Regions from separate parts of the Cyprinus carpio genome. Here region 2 is linked to region 1. Evidence: chromatin contacts called from public Hi-C data. All regions are on one chromosome and are shown on one strand. Each heading gives the region's core, a stretch centred on a gene start, on an enhancer-like site or on the middle of the called end of the contact. The rest is flanking DNA. Distances are from core to core; before and after follow the strand shown.

What was found. Hi-C and Micro-C count contacts between places; a contact is called where the count stands out from the background.
Region 2: a contact with region 1 is called in a Hi-C map of skeletal muscle, with 2.8 times the contacts expected there. The contact joins two enhancer-like sites. A contact is called at or near these places in 5 of 8 Hi-C or Micro-C datasets (liver and skeletal muscle).

What each region holds. Positions count from the first base shown.
Region 1 is chrA22:15,315,214-15,322,890 of ASM1834038v1, forward strand. No RefSeq gene overlaps it. Among protein-coding and RNA genes, the nearest start is that of LOC109100551, 20 kb to the left of the region's middle. Within about 2 kb of position 4,753, at least 1 of the 8 cell types and tissues checked has an H3K27ac peak or open chromatin away from gene starts, as enhancers often do. A contact at or near this core is called in skeletal muscle, where this site is marked.
Region 2 is chrA22:15,368,739-15,376,415 of ASM1834038v1, forward strand. No RefSeq gene overlaps it. Among protein-coding and RNA genes, the nearest start is that of LOC109100549, 32 kb to the left of the region's middle. Within about 2 kb of position 3,488, at least 2 of the 8 cell types and tissues checked have an H3K27ac peak or open chromatin away from gene starts, as enhancers often do. A contact at or near this core is called in skeletal muscle, where this site is marked.

The sequences.
Region 1 (7,677 bases), core at 3,503-6,002:
ACGCAGGTATAAATTAACTTTATTGCGAAAAATGCTACAAAAGTGTAGCATATGGTCTTTTAAACTCATCTAATTGAATCCCTTCCATCGGTTCTTCTCCCTCCTTTTTTGGCTTGAGCTGGCTATCAGAAGAAAGAATAAAAGAGGAGTGCAAGTAGCCCTTCAGCGATACATTCCTCCCTGCTCTATCTTTCTGATGTATGTCTCTCTCTCTCCATCTGCAGGACTGTCATTCACAAGCAAGATGTGCAAGAATCATTTAGAAGAAAGAGAAAGAGCCGCTTTCTTCTCGCTCTCTGTTGGAGGTGGGGTCCCTTCATGAACTGTGCTGAGACCTGTCATAGGCCTCGAACACGACTGAATTTTGGCTGATCTCCAAACTCAAGCATGTAGTGACAGTCAGAAAATCTTCTGATGTACCTTTACGGGCCTCCATTCAACTCATTTTGCATTCCTCTCGCTGTTTTCTGAGAGCCTGCTTTTGTTTTAGTGAGGATTGGTTGACATTAAGGTGGGAATATAACAACCACACTATAACACCTAGGCGGTTGCCAGGGTGTTATGCAGTTGCTAAGATGTCCTAAGTGTTTTTAGTATGTTGAGATGCAGTTGCAAAGGTATTCTGAATGTTTTTTCCTCTCTCTCTGGTTGCTAGGGTATTATGTGGTTGCTAAGGTATTCTAGTTTATACTGAACAAATAGATGTAGATTGTGAAGCATATAGTGTTGTTTATTTGCCAAAGTGTGGCTAAGTTGTTTTGAGCTTGTTTTAGCATGTTGTTATGCAGCTGCAAAAGGTTCGGCATGGTTGCCAAGTTGTTGATGCAGTTGCTAAGGTGTTCTTAGAGTGTTTTTTTTTTTTTTTTGCCCATTGCTATGAATGTTCCAGTTGGTTAACAGGTTGTTGTTACATTGCTCTGAGTGTTTTTTAGCTCAATGTTAAATGTGGTTACTAGGATGTTCTGGTTGGTTGCCAAAGTGCCAAATTATGTGGTTGCTATGGTATTCTAAGTAGAATGTTAAATGTGGTTAAGTTTGGTATTCTAAGTAAAGTAGTTTGGAGCATTTTTAGCATAATGCTATGCATCTGCAAAGGATTCTGGGTGGTTGCCAAGATGTTCTAGGAGTTTTTTATTCATTGCTATGCAGGTAATGGAATGTTCCAGCTGGTTGCCAGGGTGTTGCTTCTTTGTTTTGAGCATTTTATTTTATTTGTTAGCACAACACTATGTATTTACTAGAATATTGGTTACTAAGGTATTTTTATGGGGGTTCTGGATTATTGCCAGGGTGTTATGTTGTTGTTGTTGTTCTATTTGGTTGCCAGGGTGTCATTATGTGGTTGTTAAGGTGTTCTTGTTGGTTTTTAGCACATTACTATGCAGTTGCTACTTGCTAGGGTGTTGTGGTTGGTTTAAGTTGTCCCTTCTTCAATGTCATTGTTATCATTTCACTTGTTTGATTACAACAAGTAATCTAGAGTACAACAAATTTGCATTAGCCAGTTAGCATTACTCTTGGATTGACTTTTGACATGAAAGGTTACCTTTATGGAAATATACAACTGCTTTTGATTTTTCTGTTATTCCTGTTGATGGTTTTGTTGTCTTTAATGTTGTTGTGCTTGTTGTAGCTAAATTTGAGGTCGGACTCTCCTTGTAGCCTCTAGCTGTTCTCAGTGCTAAAGTTAGGGTGCGCATGCAGTATTCATGAATGCTCGTTTTCCATCATGGTGATGGACTACAGCTCTTTATATAGCTGCAGAAAGACTGATGAGGGTCGTCTGGTGCTCCAAGACCTCCTCACTGTGAGTGTGTTCGTGTGATTTGTCATGTAAATGGGTCCATTTGCCACGGAAAGACACAATTAGCTAATGAGACTAATGACTTAATGATTTCTCTCGTTAGTGTTATCATGTTGTCAGGGATCAGACACTGTAAGAAAAAACTATACCAAAAATGTGCTATTTCAGTGGTAGGGTTTTTGGGTGGTTGCCAGGGTGTTGCTATGGGGTTACTAAGGTGTTCAAGGTGATTGTCAGGGTTTTTTATGCAGTTGAAAATGTTTTTAGCACATTGCTATGCAGTTTTTATGTTCTGTGCTGTGGTTGCAGGGGGATTGCTGTGTGGTTGCAAATATGTTCGGAGTGTTTTTTAGCACATTGGTCTGTGGTTACTAGGAAGTTATTGATGGTTGCCAGGGTGTTATGTGGTTGCAAGGATGTTATGAGTGGCTTTTAGCTCTTTGCTCTGAAGTTACTAGAGTGCTCTTGGTGGTTGCCAGGGTGTTATGTGGTTGATAAAGTGTTCTATGTGTTTCAGCTGGTCGTTAAGCATGTTGCTATTCTACGTAGTTGCCAAGGGGATAATGCGGTTGCTAAGTGGTTTCTAGGGTGTTGTTAGCTGGTTGCTAATGCATTCTATGTGTTTGTAGCACATTGCTATGCAGTTGCTAGGGTGTTTGGGGTGTTTTTTAAGGTGTAATGCAGTAGATATGATTTTCTAGGTGTTTTTAGCATGTTGCTATGCAGAAGGGGGTATTGAGTGGTTTTAAGCACATTGCTCTGTGGTTGCTAGATTGTTGTTGGTGGTTGCCAGGGTATTATTATGTGACTTTTTAATACATTGTGTGTTTTTTTTTTTTTTTAGCATTCTGGAATGCAGTTGTTAGGGTATTCGGGGTGGTTGCAAGGGTGTTGTTATGTGGTTGCTAAGGTATCAAAGTGTTTATAGCACATTGCTGTGCAGGTACAAAGATTTGGGTTGAGTGGTTCTGAAAACTTTGGTTTTCTATGTTGGACTGGGTGGTTGGCAGGGTGTTATATGGTTGCCAAGGTGCTCTAAGTGGTTTTTAGCCCATTGCTATACAGTTTCTGTGTTGTGATAAATGGTTGCCAAGGTGTTGCAACGATGTTCTGGTTTCTAGGTTGTTCTGGGTGGTTGCCGGGGTGTTATACATTTGATAACATGTTGTAAGTGGTTTTTAGCACATTGCTGTGCTGTAAAAGTATGTCCATAAGTGGTTTTTAGCATGTTGATCTGCAGTTGCTAGGTTGTTATTGTTGGTTGCTAGGGTGTTGCAATAGCAAAATCACACAGTTCTAAAGTGTTCCACTGGCAGTGTTTTTAGCACATTGGGATAAGTGTTTTATTTATCACATTGACATGCAGTTGTTAGGGTGTTAGTAGCAAAATCACACAGTTCTAAAGTGTTCCACTGGCCATGTTGTTTTTAGTGTGCTATGCTGAAGTTTCTGACCCAAGGCAATCCAGTACACTAATTCTTCAAAAAAAAAAAAAAAAAGTTTTTTTAGAATGGTTATCATATAAACAACTCAAAGGAGTTCTGATTTGAGTGTCCTTTGCAAAAATTTATGATTAATTATTGTCACAGAAAGAAAAGGTGAAAATAATGAGGAGAGAACAGATGCTTCACTTGAGGCTTTTTTAAGAAAATAACATCACTCACAGTACTCAGAAGAGAGAGATAGAGAAAGATCATAGGCTTATGCAAGTCCACAGAGATTTGCTTTCCATTAAAATGAGCAGAAATGCATGATGTGTGTGTGTGTGTGTGTGTGTGTGTGTGTGTGTGTGTGTGTGTGTGTGTGTGTGTGTGTGGCAACGGGGCTCGGGGTCAACTTCATTAAAAAGACTTAAATGTGACATCATCCATTCGTTATGCTGATGACCTGAGCATTATATGCAAATTCAAGGTTTAGATGGACATATTATTGGTTCACATAGTTAAATATAAGCAAATTTGAGATGCTAATGTGGTTTGTTAATGATATTAAATATTATGAAGTTTTCATATATAATATAATATAATGTAATATAATATAATAATGTTTATATTTACACACAAAATATCTAAATCAGAGGTTCTTTGGTTCAGATGCAAGAACATGAGCAAATCAAATTTTATAATTAACATTATTTTAGATATAATATAATATAATATAATATAATATAATATAATATAATATAATATAATATAATAACATTAATATTAAATCGGCAGCCCTTAGGAAAGACTTGTGATGTTTATCATCATACAGGTGCTATGTGTGTATGCTTTTGCTTTGTAGTTTACAAATGAGTCTGTGTGTGTGTGTGTGTGTGTGTGTGTGTGTGTCTGCACATAGAGACAATGCTGGAATGTGAGGAACTCAGCTTGCACTTCCTGTGTTTTCATCTTGTCGCTAGGTACCATTTCCTTTCCAAGAAATGGAAAACATGGGACAAATATCAGCGTACACACTCACACACACACGCACACACATGCACTCACAAACATGCCACAAACAATTTTAATGGTGAGTTGCGGCACTGTGACCCTCACCGTGAAGCGCACAAATGGGGTCACCCATAAATTTGTTTTTCATGTTGACGCGTAAACATGAACTTGTTTTTCATGTTGAGTTCCCCAAACGTCTGAGTACACATCCTTCATGCTCACTCATGAAAAATGCCTTTGTCTTGTGCTGGAGGGGATGGACAAAAGGGAAGCAGATATTTTCATGAGCACAATGTTCCTGTTTTTCTAAACTTGGTGTAAATACGTGATGCAGATGGGCCAGGAGTGTGTGTGTGTGTGTGTGTGTGTGTGTGTGTGTGTGTGTGTGCATTAGGTACGGGTGTTGAACAGTAGCACCTGCATTCTTGCGCTATACTCCTCCAAGTGCTTTTAAGTCACCTTTGCCACTGTTGTTTCCACTGTCTTGCTGTTTCTTAGACAACACTAATGCCATTTCAGTGAAATCATGTCTTCAAGTCTGGGCTCCGAATCAAAACTTCAGAAATGTTTAGTCATTGGTCATAAAGTCTTGGTTGCTTAATGATTGGGAATTTTCAAAGATCTTTAATCAGTCAATCAATCAATCAATCAATTGAATATTTATCTGTCTGTCTGTCTGTCTGTATCAATCGTTTGTTTGTATGTTTATGTGTGTGTGTGTCGTCTGTCTGTCTGTTTCTGTCTGTCTGTCTGTCTGTCTGTCTGTCTGTCTGTCTCTGTCTGTCTGTCTCTCTCTGTCTGTCTGTCTGTCTCTGTCTGTCTGTCTCATCTGTCTGTCTCCTTTGTCTGTCTGTCTATCTGTCTGTCTCCTTTGTCTGTCTGTCTCCTTTGTCTGTCTGTCTGTCTGTCTGTCTCTCTGTCTGTCTCCTCTGTCTGTCTGTCTGTCTGTCTGTCTCCTCTGTCTGTCTATCTGTCTGTCTGTCTGTCGGTCTGTCTGTCTGTCTTTTCTCTGTCTGTGTCTGTCTCCTCTGTCTGTCTCTCTGTCTCTCTGTCTGTCTGTCTGTCTGTCTGTCTGTCTGTCTGTCTTCTCTGTCTGTCTGTCTTCTCTCTGTCTGTCTCTGTCTGTCTGTCTTTGTCTGTCTCCTCTATCTGTCTGTCTGTCTCCTCTGTGTGTGTGTGTGTGTGTGTGTGTCTGTCTGTCTTCTCTCTGTCTGTCTGTCTGTCTGTCTGTCTGTCTCCTCTGTGTGTGTGTGTGTGTGTGTGTGTGTGTGTGTGTGTGTGTGTGTGTTTGTCTGTCATCTGTCTGTCTGTCTCCTCTGTGTGTGTGTGTGTGTGTGTCTGTCTGTCTGTCTGTCCATATATAATTTTTTTTTCAGTATAGAAGCTAAAATAACTTACATTTAACTAATTAACAGATAAAACGGTTAAATTCTTTTCTCTTTATTTTTGAAAACATGTTTAGAGTGTAGTTCATATATTATTTATTTATTTATTTGATAAATGTTACAAAAAAATAAAAATAAAAACTGGCAGCTGTGTTACCTGTAAGTTTACTATAATATATATATATATATATATATATGCAGCAACAATGTTACAGGATATAACGACATTACAGGATATAAGTGAATATATTTTACAGATAAGGTAAATGTGATTCATTAGCTAATTCATTTTACTGGTAAAAAAAAATAATTTTCATATATAGCACTTTATACAATGCAGATTGTATAGCATGTGTATAAAAACACGTCCGATATTTGCAGGTTCCCCCATGTGGTGTGTCAGTTGTGTATATATATGGCTGTAATCGCTCAGCTGTAATAAATGTGCCGTGGAGCAGACACTTCATTAGTCAGCTGTACTGAGCTGAGTCATGGTGGCCTGATAAAGTCCTCACATAATCAGCTTCTGAGGTGGGTATGGCACAGCGCGCACACACACACACACACACACAAACCAGAAGTATCTCAACATGATCAAATGGGAACAAGGGAAATGGCGAGAAAGGGCCTAGTAACTAAAAGAGATGACAGGAGAGTAAATTAAAGCCTAATGTGTATTCTAACAGGAAGTTGCATTGACAGCCAGGATTAAACAGAGTTGTGCTGAGGGGTTTTGGGAGAAAAACAAAAACTGTGAGACATACAAATCCAGATAGAGTGAGAGAAGGTCAGAGGTCAAGGATCCAATTAACACCATGCACTCCGTGCTGAGATGGGTTAAAATATCTCAAACCATCAGTGTATTTTAACACCAGACACCTCTATGGCAACCGCAATCTAAATAAAACAACAACCAAGGACCGGAGGGACAACACTGCATTTCACAATTCACATTTCACATTTTATTTTAGAGATGTTCCTCTTTTTGTGGACACAGAACATTTGTTTACTGCGTGATATTTTTAGATGAAGTTTTGATGGCAGGATGAAAGGAGGATTGGAAGCAGCTGATGGTTTTTAACTTCTCCAAATGTTAAAATGAGAAGGAAATAGGTGGCCTTCTTACTTTCGATTAAACAAGCACATTTTATTTTATCTCAAGAAACCACAAAGTAATTGTACATTCCAGATTGGACATTATCAGGGGAAAAAATAGATTTTTACATTTTCTGGGGAATGCTAGGATGTGGTTGCCAGGCCATTGCTATGCAGTCGTTTGGGTTTCTAGGTGGATGCTAGGGTGTTGGTAACTTTCTGTCCCAAGTGAAAAGAGCCCTCATATAAGTCTCTCTATTGATGGCTCAAGTGTCCCCATTCAGTGTAAATCTATTCATTAGATAATATAAACATATTGCTAAAAATTTTATAAAATGTTTAATGAATAAAAAATCTAATTTACACTAGTTTAAAATTTAATACATTCTTTCTAAAAATATATATTTTTTTACTATATATGGCTCAATCCATCCTTCATCCGTCAACTTAAGTTTTTTTTCTGCAATTTTACAAAAAAAAGTGTAGTTTTATTCTTTTCTCGTTCATTCATTAGCTAATATCAACATATTACTAAAATGTAAGAAAATTTTGTAAGAAAAAAACGCTAAAATATTAGTAAATTTACAATTGCTAATTATAAGTTTATTATAATGTCTTGTTAAAATTTGAATAATTTTTCACTACATAATTTTACAACTCAGGCCCCTGCTTTGATGTAAATAAGTATTTATTTCTGTCAATTGCAAAACATGCAAAAACAAAAGAAGAATGAAATAAAGGCAAACATTTTCAAATGACATCTCAACAATGTGAAACCAATAGCAAAAAATTCCAGACAATATTTAGGCCACTAAAACTACATTTTTAAACTTTTGTTGGCCAAGTTATTCTTAACAATATACTGAAATGCATTTTAATGCTTAATTTTCACCAGAACAACAACTTGGTTCACAACAGCATGACAAAATGTACTTCAGTCCTTCACAGCCTCAAGTTA
Region 2 (7,677 bases), core at 2,238-4,737, 52 kb after region 1:
CACGATTCAAACTGCGACACACATGCAGGCATTTAATTTTAATTAAATTTTTTTTGTTTATTTTAGTTTTTTGTCTACAAAGAACAGTCAAATTTTCCATGCATACCGCACAAACACACACTTACATCTAAAAACCACCACATCACGTACAAAGCAGAGAGGACAAATCGCAGAACAAAGGCTTGTTGAGGACTGATAACAATGAGATAAATTTTACGATCTGCCAACTGTAGCCCTTCATTACCAGTCTTTCCTGCCACACACACACATACACACTCACACTTGCCATGCACGTCAGGCTGTGTGAGCGTGTGTGTGTGTGTTGAATTGTTTGAAATTTTTGTGTCTTCTGAGGTTAACAATAGTCTATTCTGTCCCGTCCCAAGGCGGGTGGACACACCCGAGCAGAGAGCAGACCACGGGGAGAGATTTGGGTACCATCCAGATATAGCTCTGTGTGTGTGTGTGTGTGTGTGTGTGTGTGTGTGTGTGTGTGTGTGTGTGTGTGTGTTGTACTATTCGTAGGTGTCATCTAGGTAGGCAATCTTTATTTTTGTCTGTATGTCAGGGAGTCTCTGTCTGAAACATTTGTTTTTACCTTCACAAGGTTGCTTTTGCACGTCCTTTTTTTATATGTCTGAATGTTATTTGTATGTATGCTAACACTCTCAATGTTGCCACAAGGGGAGCTATAGCATATTAGCATAAAATGTTTTCTTCTATGGTACATTTTTTGTCTCAAAAAATTGCTAAACATGGTGTTTAAAGATAGTTAAAGTTGATGTGTTTACTGCTAGCTAGCTAAACACAAAGTTTATTGGAGGAATGCAAAACATTTAAAAGCAAACACATTGTTTGGGAAACGTCAACATTTTTGTGAGTGAACACGGTTTAAACAGAGAACGTGAGCATTTTTTGATTCTTAAAGGTTAAAGTGAGTGTGCATAGTTTAAGATTAGATGGTGGTAATTTTTTTTTTGTGGGTAATTTTTCGTTTTGTGAGTTTTCAAAGGGGGGTGAACAAACATTTTGTGACTTAAAGTTTCTGCAAGAGAAAAGTTACATGTTTGTAAGTAAACGCTTAAAGGTTTCAATAGGGAACACAAATATTTTGTGAGTGAACAAAGGGGGGATAGAGAAAATAAATACTTTGTGAGGTAAACGTAAAGTTTCAATAGGGAACACAAATATTTTGTGAGTGAGCGTAAAGTTTCTATAGAGAAAATAAATATTTTGTAAGTAAAGTAAAGTTTCAATAGGAAAACACAAATATTTTGTACACGAGTAAACGTAAAATAGTTTTCTATAGAGAAAATAAATATTTTGTGAGTAAATGTAAAGTTTCAATAGGGAACACAAATATTTTGTGAGTGAATTTAAAGTTTCTATAGAGAAAATAAATATTTTGTGAGTAAATGTAAAGTTTCAATAGGGAACACAAATATTTTGTGAGTAAACGTAAAGTTTCAATAGGGAACACAAATATTTTGTGAGTGAATTTAAAGTTTCTATAGAGAAAATAAATATTTTTGTGAGTGAACGTAAAGTTTCAATAGGGAACACAAATATTTTGTGAGTGAATTTAAAGTTTCTATAGAGAAAATAAATATTTTGTGAGTAAAGTTTCAATAGGGAACACAGACATTTTGTGATTGAAGTTTATGTTTATATAGTGAATTTAAATATTTTGTAAGTAAACGTAAAGTTTCTATAGGGGATTTTGTGAGTGAACGTAAAGTTTCTATAGAGAAAATAAATATTTTGTAAGTAAACGTAAAGTTTCAATAGGAAACACAAATATTTTGTGAGTAAATGTAAAGTTTCAATAGGGAACACAAATATTTTGTGAGTAAACGTAAAGTTTTGAGTAAACAAAGGGGGGATGCAAAGTTTCACTACTGTATGCAAACTTCAATTCAATAGGGAACACAAATATTTTGTGAGTGAACGTAAAGTTTCTATAGAGAAAATAAATTTTTTGTGAGTGAACGTAAAGTTTCTATAGAGAAAATAAATATTTTGTAAGTAAACGTAAAGTTTCAATAGGGAAACACAAAATTTTGTGAGTGAACGTAAAGTTTCTATAGAATGTAAATATTTTGTGAGTAAATAAAGTTTCAATAGGGAACAAACATTTTGTGAGAGTAAACGTAAAGTTTCTATAGAATCAATAGGGTAAACGTAAAGTTTCATAAATATTTTGTGAGTGAACGTAAAGTTTCTATTAAATAATATTTGTGAGAGTAAACGTAAAGTTTCAATAAATAAATATTTTGTGAGTGAACGTAAAGTTTCTATAGAGAAAATAAATATTTTGTGAGTAAACGTAAAGTTTCTATAGAGAACACAAACATTTTGTGGTGACGTAAAGTTTCTATAGAATAAACAAATATTTTGTGAGTAAACAAAGTTTCAATAGGGAACACAAATATTTTGTGAGTGAATGTAAAGTTTCTATAGACAAAATAAATATTTTGTGAGTAAACATAAAGTTTCAATAGGGAACACAGACATTTTGTGAGTGAGTGTAAAGTTTCTATAGAGAAAATAAATATTTTGTTATTAAACGTAAAGTTTCAATAGGGAACACAGACATTTTGTGAGTGAACGTAAAGTTTTGTGTAATTTTGTGCGTAATAGAGTTTAAAAAATAACATTTTGTGAGTGAGTGTAAAGTTTCTATAGAGAAAATAAATATTTTGTTATTAAACGTAAAGTTTCAATAGGGAACACAAACATTTTGTGAGTGAACGTAAATTTTCTATAGAGAAAATAAATATTTTGTGAGTAAACGTAAAGTTTCAATAGGAAACACAAACATTTTGTGAGTGAACGTAAAGTTTCACAAGAGAACGCAAACATTTTGCCAGTGAACGCAACATTTCTTGGGGGAATGCAAGACATTTGTGCAACACAGTTGCTCTGAGAAACTCTATTTTGCAAGCTAAACTTATTGTGTGGGTACTAGCTTAGCATACCACTAGCCGAATAGTCAGCTAGCTCAGCCTATACACTGATCAAATGCCCAATTATACTTTTTGTTGCTTGATCAGGAAAGAGCATACCGGTAAAATTTATTTTGACAGCATGGCTCAAATAGTTTGGTCTTGGAAATAATGAGAAAAATCAGACTTCATACTGAGATCTATGATTTCTGATTGTTGATTTTTGTTTTATTTAAAAGGTTGGGAAAGGTTTTTATTGGTTTTTTTTTAAAATTTAACAGTACATATGTGAGACTTGAAACATTTGAAAAGCAGGAAATCTTCACCAAAAAGCCTTCATTGGTTGCTACAGTTAATTTAGGAAAACCTTTTTTAGATCAAGTAATCTATGAAAAATATTAAAGATATCTCATTTGTGAAATTTCTCTCTTATAGGTCTCGCTTCAAAGAGTTTACAGGTCTTGTCGCCCACTCTCAACCCTCCCTCTCGCTTCATTTCCTTCACAATTTGTCGTTGTGTAAAAATAGCGCACGTCCTCCCTCACACAGACGACACAGTTTAGACTTGAGAAGGTCACATATCCAGCACTGCGTCCTGCAGCAAGCCTGTCTGGCCCACATTGAGATTTAGTGTCTGACAGAACACAGGCTGAAAGAGTTTGAGATGTGTCTGTTTGAAGACAATTACACAATTGCAACCAATAACTTTTGACTGACGGGTGGAATGTAGGATGGGGACTTCACATTATGTAGTCATTTGTCTTTTTGAGGAAAAAAAAAAAATCAAATGATTTTTTTCTTTGTACTGACTGACTGGCGACAGACTGAACTCAGAAATAGTAACATAAAAGCATTATTCCCTATTTCTTCGTGGTTACTAAATTCTGCTGAGGGTTTTTTTTTTTAAGTTTTGTTCTGTGGTTGCTATGGCACTACTATGTAGTAACTAAGCTGAGTGTTTTTTTTTTAGCTTTGCAATGCAGTTGTTTTTATGTTCTAGGCAGTTGCTAGGGTGTTGATATGTGGTTACTAAACTTTTCTGTGTAACTGCTCTTTTAAGCTTTGCTATGCAATGCTCTGGTGTTTTGAGTGGTTGCTAGGGAATTGCTATGTGGTTATGAAGATAGCCCAAATGTTTAGGCTTTTTTATGCATTGCTGTGGTATTACAAATGGTTGCTAGGGCATTGCTATATGGTGCCTTGACTGTTCTGAGTGGTTTTTAAGATTTGCTTTTTGTGTTTTGTTTTTGGTTGTTTTTTTCTATGTTGTTGTTTGGTTTTTTGGTTTTTGTTTGTAGTTTTATTTTTGGTATTTTTTTGGTTGCTATGTGGTTACTAAGCTCTTCTGACTAAGCTGTTCTGAGTGGTTTTCACTTTGCTATGATGTTGTAGGTGGTTGCTATGTGGTTACTAAGCTCTTCTGAGTGGTTTTAGTCTTTGCTATGATGTTGTAGGTGGTTGCTATGTGGTTACTAAGCTGTTCTGAGTGGTTTTAACTTTGCTATGATGTTGTAGGTGGTTGCTATGTGGTTACTAAGCTGTTCTGAGTGGTTTTCACTTTGCTATGATGTTGTAGGTGGTTGCTATGTGGTTACTAAGCTCTTCTGAGTGGTTTTAACTTTTGCTATGATGTTGTAGGTGGTTGCTATGTGGTTACTAAGCTGTTCTGAGTGGTTTTCACTTTGCTATGATGTTGTAGGTGGTTGCTATGTGGTTACTAAGCTGTTCTGATTGGTTTTAACTTTGCTATGATGTTGTAGGTGGTTGCTATGTGGTTACTAAGCTGTTCTGAGTGGTTTTCACTTTGCTATGATGTTGTAGGTGGTTGCTATGTGGTTACTAAGCTCTTCTGAGTGGTTTTAACTTTGCTATGATGTTTTAGGTGGTTGCTATGTGGTTACTAAGCTCTTCTGAGTGGGTTTTAACTTTGGCTATGATGTTGTAGGTGGTTGCTATGTGGTTACTAAGCTGTTCTGAGTATTTTTTTTTAACTTTGCTATGATGTTGTAGGTGGTTGCTATGTGGTTACTAAGCTCTTCTGAGTGGTTTTTAACTTTGCTATGATGTTGTAGGTGGTTGCTATGTGGTTACTAAGCTCTTCTGAGTGGTTTTAACTTTGCTATGATGTTGTAGGGTGGTTGCTATGTGGTTACTAAGCTCTTCTGAGTGTTTTTAACTTTGCTATGATGTTGTAGGTGGTTGCTATGTGGTTACTAAGCTGTTCTGAGTGGTTTTTAACTTTGCTATGATGTTGTAGGTGGTTGCTATGTGGTTACTAAGCTTTCTAAGCTCTTTCTGAGTGGTTTAACTGAGTGGTTTTTTGCTATGATGTTGTAGGGTGGTTGCTATGTGGTTACTAAGCTCTTCTGAGTGGTTTTAACTTTGCTATGATGTTGTAGGTGGTTGCTATGTGGTTACTAAGCTCTTCTGAGTGGTTTTAACTTTGCTATGATGTTGTAGGTGGTTGCTATGTGGTTACTAAGCTGTTCTGAGTGGTTTTAACTTTGCTATGATGTTGTAGGTGGTTGCTATGTGGTTACTAAGCTGTTTCTGAGTGGTTTTAACTTTGCTAAAGCTCTTATGATGTTGTAGGTGGTTGCTATGTGGTTACTAAGCTCTTCTGAGTGGTTTTAACTTTGCTATGATGTTGTAGGTGGTTGCTATGTGGTTACTAAGCTGTTCTGAGTGGTTTTAACTTTGCTATGATGTTGTAGGTGGTTGCTATGTGGTTTGGCTAAGCTGTTCTGAGTGGTTTTAACTTTGCTATGATGTTGTAGGTGGTTGCTATGTGGTTACTAAGCTGTTCTGAGTGGTTTTAACTTTGCTATGATGTTGTAGGTGGTTGCTATGTGGTTACTAAGCTCTTCTGAGTGGTTTTAACTTTGCTATGATGTTGTAGGTGGTTGCTATGTGGTTACTAAGCTCTTCTGAGTGGTTTTAACTTTGCTATGATGTTGTAGGTGGTTGCTATGTGGTTACTAAGCTCTTCTGAGTGGTTTTAACTTTGCTATGATGTTGTAGGTGGTTGCTATGTGGTTACTAAGCTCTTCTGAGTGGTTTTAACTTTGCTATGATGTTGTAGGTGGTTGCTATGTGGTTACTAAGCTGTTCTGAGTGGTTTTCACTTTGCTATGATGTTGTAGGGTGGTTGCTATGTGGTTACTAAGCTCTTCTGAGTGGTTTTAACTTTGCTATGATGTTGTAGGTGGTTGCTATGTGGTTACTAAGCTCTTCTGATTGGTTTTAACTTTGCTATGATGTTGTAGGTGGTTGCTATGTGGTTACTAAGCTCTTCTGAGTGGTTTTAAACTTTGCTATGATGTTGTAGTTGGTTGCTATGTGGTTACTAAGCTCTTCTGAGTGGTTTTTTAACTTTGCTATGATGTTGTAGGTGGTTGCTATGTGGTTACTAAGCTCTTCTGATTGGTTTTAACTTTGCTATGATGTTGTAGGTGGTTGCTATGTGGTTACTAAGCTGTTCTGATTGGTTTTCACTTTGCTATGATGTTGTAGGTGGTTGCTATGTGGTTACTAAGCTCTTCTGAGTGGTTTTCACTTTGCTATGATGTTGTAGGTGGTTGCTATGTGGTTACTAAGCTCTTCTGAGTGGTTTTAACTTTGCTATGATGTTGTAGGTGGTTGCTATGTGGTTACTAAGCTCTTCTGATTGGTTTTCACTTTGCTATGATGTTGTAGGTGGTTGCTATGTGGTTACTAAGCTCTTCTGAGTGGTTTTAACTTTGCTATGATGTTGTAGGTGGTTGCTATGTGGTTACTAAGCTCTTCTGATTGGTTTTAACTTTGCTGTGAAGTTATGGGTGGTTGCTTGGGTGATTTCTAGGGTGTTGCTATGTGGTTATTTGTGCATCATGTTGTGGTGTTGCTTAGTTGTTGTGGGTGATTGTTTAGGCATTGCTATGCAGTTACTAAGCCATTCTGATTTTTTTTTTTTTTTTTTTTGGCTTTGCTAAAATAGCGATGCAGTTGCTATAGTGTTCTGGTTGGTTGCTAGGGTATTGTTGTGTGGTTTCTAAGCTGCAGGTTGCACTTTTAAAGATCCACCACTACTTATGCAGTATGTAAAGCACATACCTGTTTAATGTTAGTTAGCTGGGATTGTGTATTCAGTGAGTAAATGTAGATCTCTAGTAATTGGAACAGTTCAGACAGAGGTGGAGGTACAGATGAATGTTCCAGTCTGTCTCCGGTAGTTATTTACGGATTGTGTCCTCCTGGATTGCTGACCTGCTAACATAAACTTGCGAGCATCTTCACGCCAAGACCACACCACCACAAATGCCAAGTTCAACATCCCAGACACACATACAAAAATACACTGAGTCAAAATATAATTCACCCTTGCCCTGAGGATGAGATCTGAGATCAAACATCCTCATGCACACAAAGCCTGATTTTATAAAACAAACTACAAGCTAAGGAACAATAAGGCTGGTATGAGCATGACAAGTGTTGATCAAAGTAACAAACACACCCTGTTTTTATACTCAACTCTGAAGATATCTGAATGGCCTGTCCTATTGAATTTATATATAAAGATCAAGGGCGCCCTCTAGTATACAATGAAGAAACAACATTTTATTGCATTAACTTGCACACATTGTTGTTACTACTGAGGGCTGGATATTATTTTACTATCATGCACTGTTATAAGGTCTACATGTGTTAAAGAACTGTATATTTATTTATTTATTTTTTCTCCTGGGCAATAACG